3 separate regions of the Pan troglodytes genome follow, and regions 2 and 3 are each linked to region 1. The links are chromatin contacts, called in public Hi-C maps. All regions are on one chromosome and are shown on one strand. Each heading gives the region's core, a stretch centred on a gene start, on an enhancer-like site or on the middle of the called end of the contact. The rest is flanking DNA. Distances are from core to core; before and after follow the strand shown.

Evidence for each region. A called contact is a pair of places that touch in the nucleus more often than the background predicts.
Region 2: a contact with region 1 is called in a Hi-C map of stem cell-derived neural progenitor cells, with 6 times the contacts expected there. The contact joins the promoter of P3H2 here to the enhancer-like site in region 1. A contact is called at or near these places in 3 of 7 Hi-C or Micro-C datasets (blood, induced pluripotent stem cells and stem cell-derived neural progenitor cells) and 1 of 1 datasets of contacts at active chromatin or transcription factors (stem cell-derived excitatory neurons).
Region 3: a Hi-C map of stem cell-derived neural progenitor cells shows a contact between it and region 1, with 6 times the contacts expected there. The contact joins two enhancer-like sites. A contact is called at or near these places in 6 of 7 Hi-C or Micro-C datasets (blood, induced pluripotent stem cells, a lymphoblastoid cell line and 2 more), 1 of 1 datasets of contacts at active chromatin or transcription factors (stem cell-derived excitatory neurons) and 1 of 1 other capture datasets (stem cell-derived neural stem cells).

Annotation. Positions count from the first base shown.
Region 1 is chr2:193,130,756-193,135,619 of NHGRI_mPanTro3-v2.0_pri, reverse strand. P3H2 (prolyl 3-hydroxylase 2) reads left to right here. Exons shown (of 15, transcript XM_001160886.6): 14 at 1,413-1,553. Among named protein-coding and RNA genes, the nearest start is that of MIR944, 130 kb to the right of the region's middle. Within about 2 kb of position 2,914, at least 7 of the 24 cell types and tissues checked have an H3K27ac peak or open chromatin away from gene starts, as enhancers often do. A contact at or near this core is called in stem cell-derived neural progenitor cells, where this site is marked.
Region 2 is chr2:193,289,788-193,294,469 of NHGRI_mPanTro3-v2.0_pri, reverse strand. It overlaps P3H2 (prolyl 3-hydroxylase 2), which reads left to right and starts at 3,386. Exons shown (of 15, transcript XM_001160886.6): 1 at 3,386-4,227. The coding sequence starts at 3,748.
Region 3 is chr2:193,365,152-193,370,020 of NHGRI_mPanTro3-v2.0_pri, reverse strand. No RefSeq gene overlaps it. Among named protein-coding and RNA genes, the nearest start is that of P3H2, 77 kb to the right of the region's middle. Within about 2 kb of position 2,575, at least 2 of the 24 cell types and tissues checked have an H3K27ac peak or open chromatin away from gene starts, as enhancers often do. A contact at or near this core is called in stem cell-derived neural progenitor cells, where this site is marked.

The DNA of each region.
Region 1 (4,864 bases), core at 1,665-4,164:
TTCCAGCAAAGACAAATCACTCTTCAGTTATTGTGAATAGAAGAGTAAAAAGAAACTGACTGCTTTTTTTCTGCTCTTCCCTTTAACACTCACACACAAGTCACATATACACACACATGCAGACTCACACAGACATAAACACACACACGTGCCCACATAAACACATATGCACCCACCTGTCTCTCTGGCTTTCCGACTCCTCCACCTACCTCTGACCTTCCATATGTGGTCACGTAGTCCGGGAGCACCTATGTTATGTAGCAACCAAGGACTTTAGGAAATTTTTCAAATATTCTTCCTGAAGCTAGCAGTGAAAAACCAGCCAGCTCATTTTATGCAGAAGGAAACCAAAGATTTACGGGCATATGTCAACTCAAGTCAATTCAGAAAATGGCTAGTGAGAACCAGTCCATGTTCTCACCTAGTAAAATGGTTAGTGCCACTTTTTTTGGTTTTACTTTACTTTTCTGAACTATACAGAGGAATGAATAAAGTTTCTGTATTTCCCAAGAAAGACAAAATGGACTCTACTCACATGAGACACTTCTTTAAACACAGAAGCAAGGCCTCTAATATTCAGTTGCTTAAGCTCATTCAACTTGTAGAGGCAGCTTGTTTGATCTTCTACCCTGGCTCAGTGAGCCCAGCAGTATTTCTTTTTCTGTCACTACACTCTTCTACCTAAACGCTGTGGACAGCTCCACCTGAGCAGTGCATAAGCTGCGAAGGACTGTGTCAGTCTTAAAACACTTAAGGGTGATGGCGAATAGGCCACTCCAAGGGGTGTCGGGTTCTCACCACTGGAGATGTTCAAACAATGCCTAAACGACCACTGGGAAACAATAGTGTAAAGGAAATGAAATCTTATACAGAATTATGACTTTTAAAAATGTTTGTATTGTGAAAAGCACATAAACCATGAATGTACAATTTAAAAATTAGAAAGCGTATACACTCATGTAACCACTACCTAGATCAATAACAACTTTTCCAGCACTGCAGATGTCCTGTTTGTTTGTTTGTTAATTACACAAGTATGGAATGGACACCTACCTTGTATCCAGATGCTTAGCTAGTGCAAAAGCTACAGAAATGAATTATGAGAGAAAAACTTTGCCTTCTTTGAATTTGCAGGCTATCATGTAGCATGTATTGAATGATTACTATGTATGTGGACTTTGCTACACGTTTTACTTGAACATCTTTTTATTTTCTGAGGTATATATTATTTTGACCTTACCTTTGTTTTACGGGTGAGAAAATTGAGATAATTTACATCATCTTCAATCCCAGGATTCCTTTATTCTTCGCCTGAGGCCTTAACTCAAATAATCTCATAGCCAGAGAAGCAGAAGTTGTGGAAATGTTTATGATACAACAATTGAAAGTCTAATTTTTGCTTTCTTTCTCAGGCCTCTATAAAACCAAAATGTGGGCGCATGATCAGCTTCTCATCTGGAGGAGAGAACCCTCATGGGGTGAAGGCAGTCACCAAGGGAAAGAGGTGTGCTGTGGCTCTGTGGTTCACCTTGGACCCACTTTATAGAGAATTGGTGAGTTTCTCACCCGCCCAGAAAGCCAGTTAGGCTTGCTTCATGAACTGCTTTATCTGAGAAGTCCTTTAAATTGCTTCATCTGAGGAAAAGAAGAGGGTAAAGGCAGTTCTTAATCAGATATGTTCTAGTAAGTGAAGATGTTTGTAGAAATAGCTATGTCAATGATATTTGATAGTCACTAATCTGTCTTGACCTTATTAACAAATTGTAAGGCTGGGCGCGGTGGCTCACTCCTATAATCCCAGAACTTTGGGAGACCGAGGCGGGCGGATCACTTGAGGTCGGGAGTTCGAGACCAGCCTGATCAACATGCTGAAACCCCATCTCTACTAAAAATACAAAATTAGCTGGATGTGGTAGCATGCGCCTGTAGTTCCAGTTACTCGGGAAGCTGAGGCAGGAGAATCGCTTGAACCTGGGAGGCGTAAATTGCAGTAAGCCGAGATCGCACCACTGCACTTCAGCCTGGGCAACAGGGCAAGACTCTGTCTCAAAACAAAAACAAAAACAAAAACAACCCTGTGGCATCAGGGAGGAATCACTTTTTATTGGTCACCCAGAAGACGGATTTGTTTTCTCGCAAATCATAAGAAATAGTATTGAATCATTTATGAAACGTATTTGAAAGAGGGCAAGGAAACCTAAAAGATTATTATTACTTATTACTGTTATTACATTAAGTATTTCAATATTATTATATGCAAACTAGCTGAGGACACTTAGCTAGGAGGAGACCATGATCTCATCGTTTTGGAAGCCCGTGGGCAGATGTCATAGTCTCCACCTGTGGAGCTGCAGAGGCATGAATTAAGACCAATGGGTAGAAGCCCTGGAGGGAAAATTTGGGCTCCACACAAGGAATAACTTTCAAATAGTCACCACAGTTTGGCAGAATTGTCTGCTTTGGAAGCACTGATTGGATGGCTCCAATCAAAGCCCAGGCAACTGCTTAGCATGGAACGCTGAAATGGAATCTAAAACATCATAGCAGAGGCTTAACTGGATGACCTCCAAATCTTCTCCAGCCCTAAGTATTGATGAAGCTATGAAATTCTATTCTTAAAACTGGCATTCTATCCAGTTTTCCTTCTTAGGTTCCTAAGTTGAATCCAATTTCATCAGAAACTATTTAAAAATAATGCGTTTTTCTCATATACTTTTCACCATCAAATCTAACTTACAAAGTGTTTCCCCACATTCCCTAAGCCATTCTTTCACATATTTTACAAAAGACCTATTGTGACCTTTTATTGTACAAAAGAGCTATTATTATCTGCCTTGGAAACTCTGCTAGATAGGCCCTAGGGGTAGAAGGGTGAACAGAACAAGGTCCTGGACTATGAGGAGCTTGGACAGAACAGCTAGTAAATACGCTGTAAGAAGAGAACAGTATATGTTTTGTAGCAGGGAATCAAGGAAGACTTCTATAAGCTCAGACCTAGAAGCAAAGACGATAGCCAGGCATAGAAAAAATGGCCCTGGCTGGGCGTGGTGGCTCACGCCTATAATCCCCGCACTTTTGGAGGCCTAGGTGGGTGAATCACCTGAGGTCAGGAGTTGGAGACCAGCCTGGCCAACATGGTGAAACCCCATCTCTACTAAAAATACAAAAATTAGCCTGGCGTGGTGGCGCGCACCTGTAATCCCAGCTGCTCGGGAGCCTGAGGCAGGGGAATCACTTGAACCCAGGAGGTGGAGGCTGCAGTTGCAGTGAGCTGAGATCACTCCACCACATTGTAACGTGGGCGACAAGAGTGAGACTCTGTCTCAAAAAAAAAAAAAAAAAAAAAAAAAAAAAAGAAGAAAAAGAAAGAAAGGCCCTGACAAAAGGACCAGAGCACAGAGTCCTGAAAACCTCAAGGGAGCAGCAAACAATTGCCTTCCCCTATCATTACTTTATATCCTGGTATTTTCCATCTCCAAAATGCTAGCATTCCATCAAAGCATTTTTTTTAAACTAAGGAACCTATGTAAATGGGTAGACAGTGAAGAGAAAATTATTGAAATATTACCTCACTATTCTAGTATTCAATTCAGCAGACATTTAATCTATTTCATCATTCAGTATCCAAACTCTCTTTTCCAAGGTATTGTTCTCTCAAAATAAGCTAACACAAAGTAAGTTCTCTTTGCTCCTTTGTAATAGGAAACATCAACGCCAGCGTCCCTTCCTCTGATGGAAAAGTACTAGAAAACCTCTCCAGTCTTCAGGCCGTAGCGGCATCTAGTGGCCACAGTGGGAAATGACCAGAACTTTTTCCTCAGCTAAATTAGCCCAGGCTGTGAATCATTCTTTGCTACACGTGGAGATCATCTATTGATCGTTACAAACTACTAACATCTGTGTTTCAGGAGGTTTAAAAGCTCCCCGGGTGATTCTAACGTGCAGCAGCAGAGTTTGGGAGTTCCTGGCCTAGACGTCTTTTTGCAGATTGAATCTCTGAGAAAAAAAAAAAATGCCTACCTATGAACAAGTCATTAGAGCTGGCCGATTCTCATGCTTATTATGAATTACTTTAAAGGGTCTCAGTTCTCAAGGAGTATTTAGCAACATCCTTTTAAGGATGCAAGGATGTTCGAAGCTTCATATATATTGGTTCCAGCTCTTGAATTTCTTTCCCTTAATGAGAAACAAGATTACAATCATTTCTTGTGGTCAACAGATGTGAAAGCTTTGTATGTGTGTCGATTTGTTAAGTATCAGGATTGTTTTCCTCGGCCGGGCGCGGTGGCTCAGTCCTGTAATCCTAGCACTTGGGGAGGCCGAGGCGGGCAGATCACCTGAGGTCAGGGGTTCGAAACCAGCCTGGCCAACATGGCGAAACCCCGTCTCTACTAAAATTACAAAAATTAGCCAGGCATGGTGGCATATGCCTGTAATCCCAGCTACTGGGGAGGCTGAGGCAGGAGAATCACTTGAATCCAGGAGGTGGAGGTTGCTGTAACCCGAGATCGCACCACTGCACTCCAACCTGGGCAACAGAGTGAGACTCTGTCTTGAAAAAAAAAAAAAAAGAAGATTGTTTTCCTTATATTTGTAAAGTAGTACTTGGGCTTTTTATTTAGATGTGGCAGCAACTTAATTTTCTGTTATTTAGTATATCTAGTCCTTTTAGTTGCCTTTTTGTAAACATTTTTTATTACAAGCTCTTGCATGAAAGGGGCTTTGTTTTCAATTCATAAAATAGTTATTTATTTAACTTACTGTGCCCAGGCACTGTGTTAAAGACCGCCTATAGGGAATGCACACTAGTAGGATATAATTCCTATTTTCAAGGAGCTTGAAGTCAAATTGGAGAAATAATACA
Region 2 (4,682 bases), core at 2,137-4,636, 160 kb before region 1:
GTCTCTGTGATCTTACTAGCTTTTTAACAACACAACGAAGTTTTAGAACCATTGTTCATAAGAAATCAGATAATAAAGTATGGCCAGCACATCATCAAGGAACAAGTTAGAAATGCAAATTTGAAAGCTCCACCCCAGGTTTCGTGAATCCGGAACTCTGAGATGGAAGTCAGTTAATTAGGTAAGGAAAAAGTACATTCTTGGCACACTCTGCGAGAAGTTCAGGAGTATAAGAGACTCATGGATGACTGTCTGTTCCAACACTGAGTAAGTACCACTGGGATAGCATGACCTGGAATCAGCTTCTTGGCACTGCATGGCTCTTATTACCATAAGGTCATGAACTTTTTGTCCTGACCCAGCCTTAAAAAGCAGATCAGATTGGCTTTCCTGGGAGGGAATATCTGGGGGATTACACAAAACCCTACCTATTTCCCAAACCCTACCTACTCATGAATTCTACACAGCACCTGGAACCCCAACTCATAGACTTATTCTTTGGGCTGTGGCATTAGCTGTAGACCTGTGGTTCTCAACCTTGGCTTCGTATTATAATCACCTGGGAAACTTCTAAAAATCCCATCGCTCCGGTCCTATCCCAGACCAATAAATCAGAATCTTTCAGAGCAGAAGCCAGACACTTCTTAGGTGATTCTAATGTTCAAGCAAATTTGAGTTGTCAATGAATAGTTTCTCTCAAGTCAGGCAGAGATTGTACGTAAGGTAGTAATACAAGGCATATTACTTACTTACTACTTGTAGTAAGATATAAGAAATAAGGTAGTAGGACATGCAAGAGGCTTGAAAGAACCTGGCCAATTTGGGAATCAGTAGGATGTGGTTGCATTCTATAGGCTATTGACTGTGTGCTAATGCCAATTCTTTCCCTAAGTCTTTTTAGATCCTTCTAGCCAGAAGCTATCTTTGTAACCTCTGTGTTCCCAGAGCTCTTTCTTTTTTCTTTTTCTTTTTTTTTTCTTTTTGTTTTTTTGAGACAGAGTCTCACTCTGTGGCTCAGGCTGGAATACAATGGCGCGATCTCGGCTGACTGCAACCTCTGCCTCCCGGGTTCAAGTGATTCTCCTGCCTCAGCCTCCTGAGTAGCTGGGATTAAATGTGCTCGCTAGCACGCCCAGTTGATTTTTGTATTTTCAGTACAGACGGGATTTCACCATGTTGGCCAGGCTGGTCTCCAACTCCTGAGCTCAGGTTATCCACCTGCCTCGGCCTCCCAAAGTGCTGGGATTACAAGTGTGAGCCACCGCGCCCGGCCAACACTTTCAATCTAATCTAACACGTACCACATTCTACCTTGTATTATAGCTCTATACATCATATATATCAAATTTGTTTCCTATACAGTACTGTGAGCTTCCCAAAGATAAGAATCCTGACTTACTCATCTTCTCTTTCACCTAGAATATTTACTTTAAGAGTAGGCATCAAAAATTGTTAATTTAATTGAAATATATTAAATGATGTAGAAATGTCACCAAATGTACAAATAGAATGTAGCAAGGTATCCTGGCACTTTGCCCTCAGTCCCACAGCAGGAGTTCCTATCCTGATGTGCTTCAAAACCTTCCACAAGTGGACTGATAACCCTGGACTAGACTCCAAAATCTTTATCTGAAAACAGAGACAATCTCTAGAGAAAAAGTCTGGGCAGATGACTGATGTGCTAATTCTGGAACACTGACCATCCAAGGCATTCAATATACATTCAGCTCCAAACTGGAGCTTTTTCATCAGTGATATGAGCCGAATTAGTAACGTTTGGTGGGAAAAAAAAAAGAGCATGATTCATCAGTGTCTCTTGGAATTACACAGCCAGGGCTGTTCATGGCCTGAGTGGTCAAACCTAACAAAATGAATGAAGGAATCAGCATGAATCTCTGGCAAGCCCCTCAGCGTAGTGGTGATTCCACATAAAAGCCTTCTTCGGAAAAATCATAGCAACTAGATACATGCGTGAGTCTTTTTCCCATTGCCTGTCCCTCTGCTCACCATTGCAGGGGCTGAAAGACTGATGAGATTCTCACAGGCACTAGAAGACCACAGAAATGCCTCCAGGAGGCAGGCTGGGATCCAGGGTCCAACCAATATTCTTGTGAGAGTGTGAAGCCAAGGAACACGAAAGAGGGGAACACCTTGGCTAAGAATGTATTCGTGGCAGAGGAGAAGGGGAGGAACAGGAAGCCTCCAGCTAGTCGTTTGGAATCTGGCAACCATTTCTGTCAGCTTTCCCATTCCTAGATTGATGCAGATTGCTTAATTCCTTGAGGTAAGGGATATACTAAATTGCCTCTTTGTTCAACTCTTAGAATAAGAATTTCCCTCTCCCCTCCCGTCCCGTCCCCTCCTCTCTTTTCTTTTTCTTTGTTTTTTTTTTTTTTTTTTTTTGAGACGGAGTCTCACTCTGTCACCCAGGCTGCATGATCTCAGCTCACTGCAACCTTCACCTCCCAGGTTCAAGCAATTATCCTGCCTCAGCCTCCTGAGTAGCTGGGTCTGCAGGCACGCGCCACCACGCCCAGCTCATTTTTGTATTTTTAGTAGAGACGGGGTTTTGCCATGGTGGCCAGGCTGGTCTCGAACTCCTGACCTCAGGTGATCCACCCGCCTTGGCCTCCCAAAGTGCTGGGATTACAGGGGTGAGCCACTGCACCTGGCCCACAGCAAGAATTTTTTTCTGAATAGCATTTTACGTGTTAGGCGTCTGGCTGTTTAAGAGATGAGGAAACTGAGGCCCTCAGTTGCCACGGTCACACAGCTGGTAAACGGACGGAGCCAGAATGCGAGTACAGCTCCTCTTGCCTCCAAAGGTTCTCTGGGCCCTGTAAAACCACGGGCTGCACAGGAAAGGCAGGCTATATATTGTTCTTCCCCTGGCCCAGCGCCCTGATCCAATGCCCGGACACACATCCACACCAAGTTGGACGAAAAGGTAAGGGAGAGACCTTCCCCAAGAGAAGGAGCGGTAAGCTTTGATTCTAAAGGCCCTGGGTTGGGTCCGTCCTTTGCCACTTCTCAGCTCTATGCATTTAGGCAAATCACTTATCTTCTTAAACCTCCGCATCTGGGCCTACAGGGCCTCTATGGGTTTTCTATTTATTTATTTATTTATTCTTTTTTTTTTTAACTTTAAGTTCCGGGATACATGTGCAGAATGCGCAGATTTGTGGCGTAGGTACACATGGCATCTACGGTTTGATTCAGTCTGAAATGGCGCTCCAGGCTTCATGAGAAGGTGAAGCACTCTGCAAACTGCGAGGCCATACAGAGATTCCAGAATATGATTAAGGCCCTAACCTTGCTAAGCTGGATTTTCTTTATTTCCCAAAAAGAAGACTAATACTATCCACTTGTACAACCAGAAGGGAGCTCACGTGTAAAGCGCCTCGTCCCCGGCCGGCCTCAAGCGGCGCTAGCTCTCTGGCTGGCGCTGGAGTGTGCCGCCCCTGGCAGCCGCGCCGCTGCAGCGGGGAGCCTGGGAGAGCGGCTCTCGGAGTCTCAGGCAGCAGGAGGAGCGTGTGAGCTGTGGGCGTCCCTTTAAGAGCGGCTGGCCAGGCACGGTCTCCGCCTCTCAGTACGCGGAGCGCCGGCGGTCACCTGGGGCTCGCGGAGCGGCCAGATCGCGGCGGAGTCGGCGCGCTTCCCCGAGGGAAGGTGGGAGAGGGGACCCGGACGCGAGGTGCCCCGAAGCCCTCTCGAGCGTAACCGTCCCGCGCCTCTCTGAGGCGGAGGATGCGGGAGCGCATCTGGACGCCGCTGCTGCTGCTCCTGCTGCCGCTGCTACTGCCGCCGCCACTGTGGGGCGGCCCCCCGGACAGCCCACGCCGGGAGCTGGAGCTGGAGCCCGGGCCTCTGCAGCCCTTCGACCTGCTCTACGCCAGCGGCGCGGCCGCCTACTACAGCGGAGACTACGAGCGAGCGGTGCGCGACTTGGAAGCGGCGCTGCGCAGCCACCGGCGCCTGCGGGAAATCCGCACGCGCTGCGCCCGCCACTGCGCGGCGCGCCACCCGCTCCCGCCCCCGCCCCCCGGCGAGGGCCCCGGCGCTGAGCTGCCCCTTTTCCGCTCCTTGTTGGGGCGGGCGCGCTGTTATCGCAGCTGTGAGACCCAGCGCCTCGGGGGCCCCGCATCCCGCCACCGCGTCAGCGAGGATGTGCGCAGCGACTTCCAGCGCAGAGTGCCCTACAACTACCTGCAGCGGGCCTACATCAAGGTACCCACAGAGCGCTCCTCCACTGCAAAGCCCCTGCGGCTCTCACAGGCTCTCTTGAGCCCTCCCTGCTGCCCCCGTCATCTCTGTTCAGTCTTTCAAATTGGGCCTCCTTAAATATGTGTCTCAGTTTGTGAATCCAGATATCTGGTGGCCCTATCTCTGTATGCAACAATTGATTAACTTGGACAAGTCTTTCTCTCTCTTTCTCAGAGCCAGCTTCTCTCTCAAAAAGAGGACTGTCCTGATAAAGTGATGTTTAAAGTACCCATTCAGCACTAATTCATGAGGCGTTGACAAAGCTGAATCTAGTACAATTTATCTTCTCCCTTCTCACTTCCCATTTCTCTTCTCCCTTCTCACTTCCCATTTCTTTTCTGTCTCTCTCTTATCCTTCCTATACTGTAGTCTGCACCTTTTCTCTGAAGTTTAAAAGAATCTTCAAAATAGTGAAGTTG
Region 3 (4,869 bases), core at 1,326-3,825, 230 kb before region 1:
TGCAACCTCCGCCTCCTGGGTTCAAGTGATTCTCCTGCCTCAGCCTCCCAGGTAGCTGGGATTACAGGTGTGCCCACCATGCACGGTCAATTTTTGTATTTTTAATAGAGATGGGGTTTCACCATGTTGGCCAGGCTGGTCAAGAACCCCTGACCTCAAGTGATCCACCCACCTCAGCCTCCGAAAGTGTTGGAATTACAGGTGTGAGCCACCACGCCTGGCCCAAACCTCATACTTTTAACAATCATCTAATATGGCCTGTACATTACCTGAGTCCTTCTCTTCCTCTAGGGCACACAGATTATCAGCATTTACCTCTCTTAATGTTTTTTCAGCCAATACTTTTGAAATAGTAAGTTATGGCCTATTACTGAGTTGTGAAACCAATTTAGTTCATTGCATCCAGCAATATAAAAAAATAAAATAAAATATGGTAGTAAAATGTCAGAGTTTAATAATATAGTAAGGGCAAATATTACTTCTGTGAGATATTGTTTCAGCTAAATATATGCATCTATATGTATACTGGGTTGCGATAAAAATGTATTTCATACTGCAAGTCACACTCAAAAAAGTTTGAAGAAGAAAAAAGAAATATTCTAGAATCTCTCAGACTATCTTGCTTATTGTAATGGAGGACTGATCACTGTAACAGATATAATAACAATTAAAAAGTTTGAAAAATTGCAATAATAACCAAAATGTGACACAGAGAAATGAAGTGAGTGCTGTCAAAAAAATGGTACCAGTAGACTTGCTCGATGCAAGGTTGCCATAAACCTTCAATTTATTTTTAAAAAAAAAGCAATATGTGCAAAACACAATAAAGCAAAGCACAATAAAAAGTAAAATAAGGTATGTAAGGTATGTTAAGGTATGTTGTATTAACAACATAATCTTTCTGTTAATTACTTAGAATTGAAATCTCAAAATGAGTATTAGATTAGATGTTGGGAGCATTCACTTTGGACTCAGAAGAATCTGGCTTTGAATATCTGCCTTACCACATTTTTTTCTCTGCCTTTATGCAAGTAACTTAGCATCTCTAATTCTCAGACTTTCTCATTTATAAAATGAATTTATGACAATGTCTACATGACAGAGTTATCAAGATGAATGCTATAATACTTTCAAACACTTAACACAGTGTCAGGCAAATACTAAGAACACAATAAACAGTAATTATTGTTTTCAATAGTAGTAGCAATCTTGAAAGAAGTCAAGGGAACTTGCCAAGTCTTTTGGTATGATCTGGATTCTTCTGAGCTTTTTAACCTCCATTGTACTTGGCTTAATGTATAGTGCACAGAATAATAGGATGTACATGTGGTAAATTGTCTATCTTAATGTTCTCTAATTGCTCATTTTAATAATTTTACTAATCTTTTAATAATAATAGCCTTCTGTTTGCCTTTTTATATGAAAGAATTAATTTTTTTCCAAAAATTATATTTATGCTCCATCATTTTGTAGTAAAAACTGTAAGGTATTAGTGCTGCTCCCTTAAAAAAAGGAGAGAAAAATGTAGTTACGCTTTGCTTGTTTAGAGAAGAGATTAACAAAATCCACTTTTTCTCATGATGAAATTCACATTTGAAATATAAAATTGGCAGACTTATAGCCTAAATGTTACAAAGCTACCATAACAGAGAATTGGAGGTCTCTTTTCCCAAATATTTGATGTATTTTAGAAAATTTAAATTATCTGATTTCTTGACATTCTCAAGAAATTCTGGCAGGAATATATCTTCAGTGTAGTAGAAAAAGAAATATGATCTTTGAAATACTTTGTTCCCTACTCTATTTGTTCTCCTAAAGAACTACCTGGCATGGTGTTCAGCAACATTTATTGAGGGAAGGAACAAATGAATTGAAAGAATCAAATCCTGACTTTGCTAATTAATATTCTGACCCTAGTCAAGTTATTTACCTGTGAACTTAATTTTACCTTTCCTTTAGTGGAGATAGGCTACTTTGTAGGTCTGTCATCACGTAAAAGCAGAACTGTATGAAAATCTATGGCAGATAGCAAGCTTGTTATTAGTTTCCTTCTCCACATTATTGACGGTATAATAAAACATCTTTCTAAATGCCTAGATTAGCCTTATTATGAGAGGTTTTATTGTTTTGGTAAGGTCCTAACTGTGCAGGATAGATTGTAATTAAAGACTGCCTTTTAAGCATTGCACACCGCTACGTTAGCCCTAGAAAGGATTTGAGGCTGCCTAATTCCCTGGTTTCATTTTATAGATCAGAAAACCAAGGCACAGAGCATAGTAACTTGCTCAATTTTTCACAGCAAATTAGAGGCTGCAATTGAACTACATTCCAATTGTCTTAATTCTCAGCACGACGCAAGATAGTTTTCTATCTAGCTCCCTTTCCCCTTCTTTATCTCTGCTCTCTTTCCTATTTCTAATCCCCCTCTCTCCCTCCCTTTCTCTTTCTCTTTTTGTTTCTGTTGCTCTCCCTCCCTTGACTCTACCAGGAAGCTTTCCAAAGTTAAAGTTAGATGATCATTGGCCAATAGGGACCCACCAGAGAAGAGAGTAAGACAGCAGGCAAAGCTAAGACACAGCATCTGTTAATGTTTTCTTCTCCTGTTAAACATCAACTAGAGACTTACGAAGAGCTCTCTGGGGTGGCCAGACTTGTGCCACACATTTGCAACACATTTCATCCACCCTGGCCTTTCAGACTCTGGGGTCACTAACAGGCAAGCGAGAAAGAAATGCAATACTCAGCACGTAATTGAAGGGCAAATTTGGGATATGCATGAGCAATTGGGCCTCTCTCCTGAACAATCAGATGGTGAAATCTAACTGGTCCCACTCTGTTGTGTATCACTGGGACCTCTGTTTAATAAATATTTAGCCCTTGCATTCGTTAACCACTTAGCATTTCATTAGGTGTTTTTTCCCCCAAACTGTTTATTTGTGTTTAAGTTTATTTTTAAACTATGCGTCCTCAGCTAATATGTTAAAACTTGCATTTTTGATACATAAAAATAGAATTTACTAAGCAACAAGTAATTACATGTGTTCATTTAAAAAATTTTTTTCTTGTAATTGTATTAAACTTTCATTTGAAATATGCTCTGCTTATTTAACCAACTTCTCCTTTAGATTATTTCAGAAAAAGTGTGGCATCTGGTAAAAAGATGTTTGTAAAAATATTGCAGAAGGAGTTTATTAACTTGAGAATCGACATCATCTTCAAATGCTAACTTTTTGTTTTAAAATAATCAATATATTACTTATCTTTCATGGATTTTGAATGAGTGGATAAAATACACGTCATGTTTTGGATAATTTTTAGTTTCAACTGGAACTGAAATTTGTGAGAGTCAAAGAAGTAGAATTGATTTTATTTAGAGATGTAAGTCACTCATTCATTCAATTAATTGTTTATTGAGCATTTCCTATTTTCCAGGCTATGCTAGCCCATTTCTTACTGTGTACTTGTTACAAAAAGGCTGAATAGTAGGTATTAATATTATCACCCTCATATTCCAGACGCGTTAACTGAGTTTAAAGTGGCTTAAGTCTCATGATAATAAGAAGCAATGCTGGATTCAAATTCCGGGCATCGGGTGCATCTTGCATTGTCCATAAAGTCTGAATAAACTAACAATATTTTATATTTATTTAGCAGTGACCTTCGGCTAGATGTCATTACAGATATTGTCTGTTCTCAAGCCAACTCACACAGGTAGGTATTATAACAGTCTGAAACAGAATTTCGGAAAGCTTATATTAATGCAGTGTAGAAGGATGTTGATATTTGAATCTCAATCTGTTTGATTTTAAAATCCCAAACTTTCAGAGACTGAGGAAAGAACTCTACTCCACTAACCTGGATCAGGAAAAAGTATTACTTTATGCTAACATTTAACTAAAATTTAGCATTTTCTTTAACTATGAATGATGGCAAAAAATCACAGTAGTACTGGAGGGCCAAGGCAGCCAAAGGTGACCAGCATATAAAAATATTTAAAATTCAAAAACTCCTAAACTCTTTACTGTCTTAAAGAAACATTAAATCCTTATGAGGTGTCTGGCACTGGGGGTTTATACTTTAAAAGAAAAAATTACCCTTAGTGAGATCAGAGACTTGTGGAATAAATAGATGTGTGACTATCAAATATAAATATAGCATTTAAAAGCCATAGAAGAGGAGGTGAGACAAAAGAGAAAATTACCAATGTTACTTCAGACAACTCCTCAGGAATAGGAGCAAGCAGGAGTCATTTCTTAAAAGAAGAGTTGCCTGGCCTACATCTTTAAGAAGAACAGGAACTCACCTTGCAAACATAGTTCAAATAATAAAGAAGAATTCTTGGTAAAAAGAACAACGTGGGCCGGGCACAGTGGCTCACACCTGTAATCCCAGCACTTTGGGAGGCCAAGGTGGGCGGATCACTTGAGGTCAGGAGTTTGAGACCAGCCTGGCCAAAATGGCGAAACCCTGTCTCAACTACAAATGTAAAAGATTAGCCGGGCGTGGTGGCTCACGCCTGTAATCCCAGCACTTTGGGAGGCTGAGGCGGGTGAATCACAAGGTCAGGAGATCTAGACTATCCTGGCTAACATGGTGAAACCTCGTCTCTACTAAAAATACAAAAAATTAGCCAGGAGTGGTGAAGGGCGCCTGTAATCCCAGCTACTAGGGAGGCTGAGGCAGAAGGACTGCTTGAGCCTTGGAGGTGGAGGTTGCAGTGAGCCAAGATCGCGCCACTGCCCTCCAGCCTGGGTGACAAGAGAGAGACTTTGTCTCACAAAAAAAAAAAAAAAAGAACAACCTGTGCAAAAGTACTAAAATATGACAGGCAAGGTGCATTTGAAGGACTCAAAATATTTTAGGATAAGT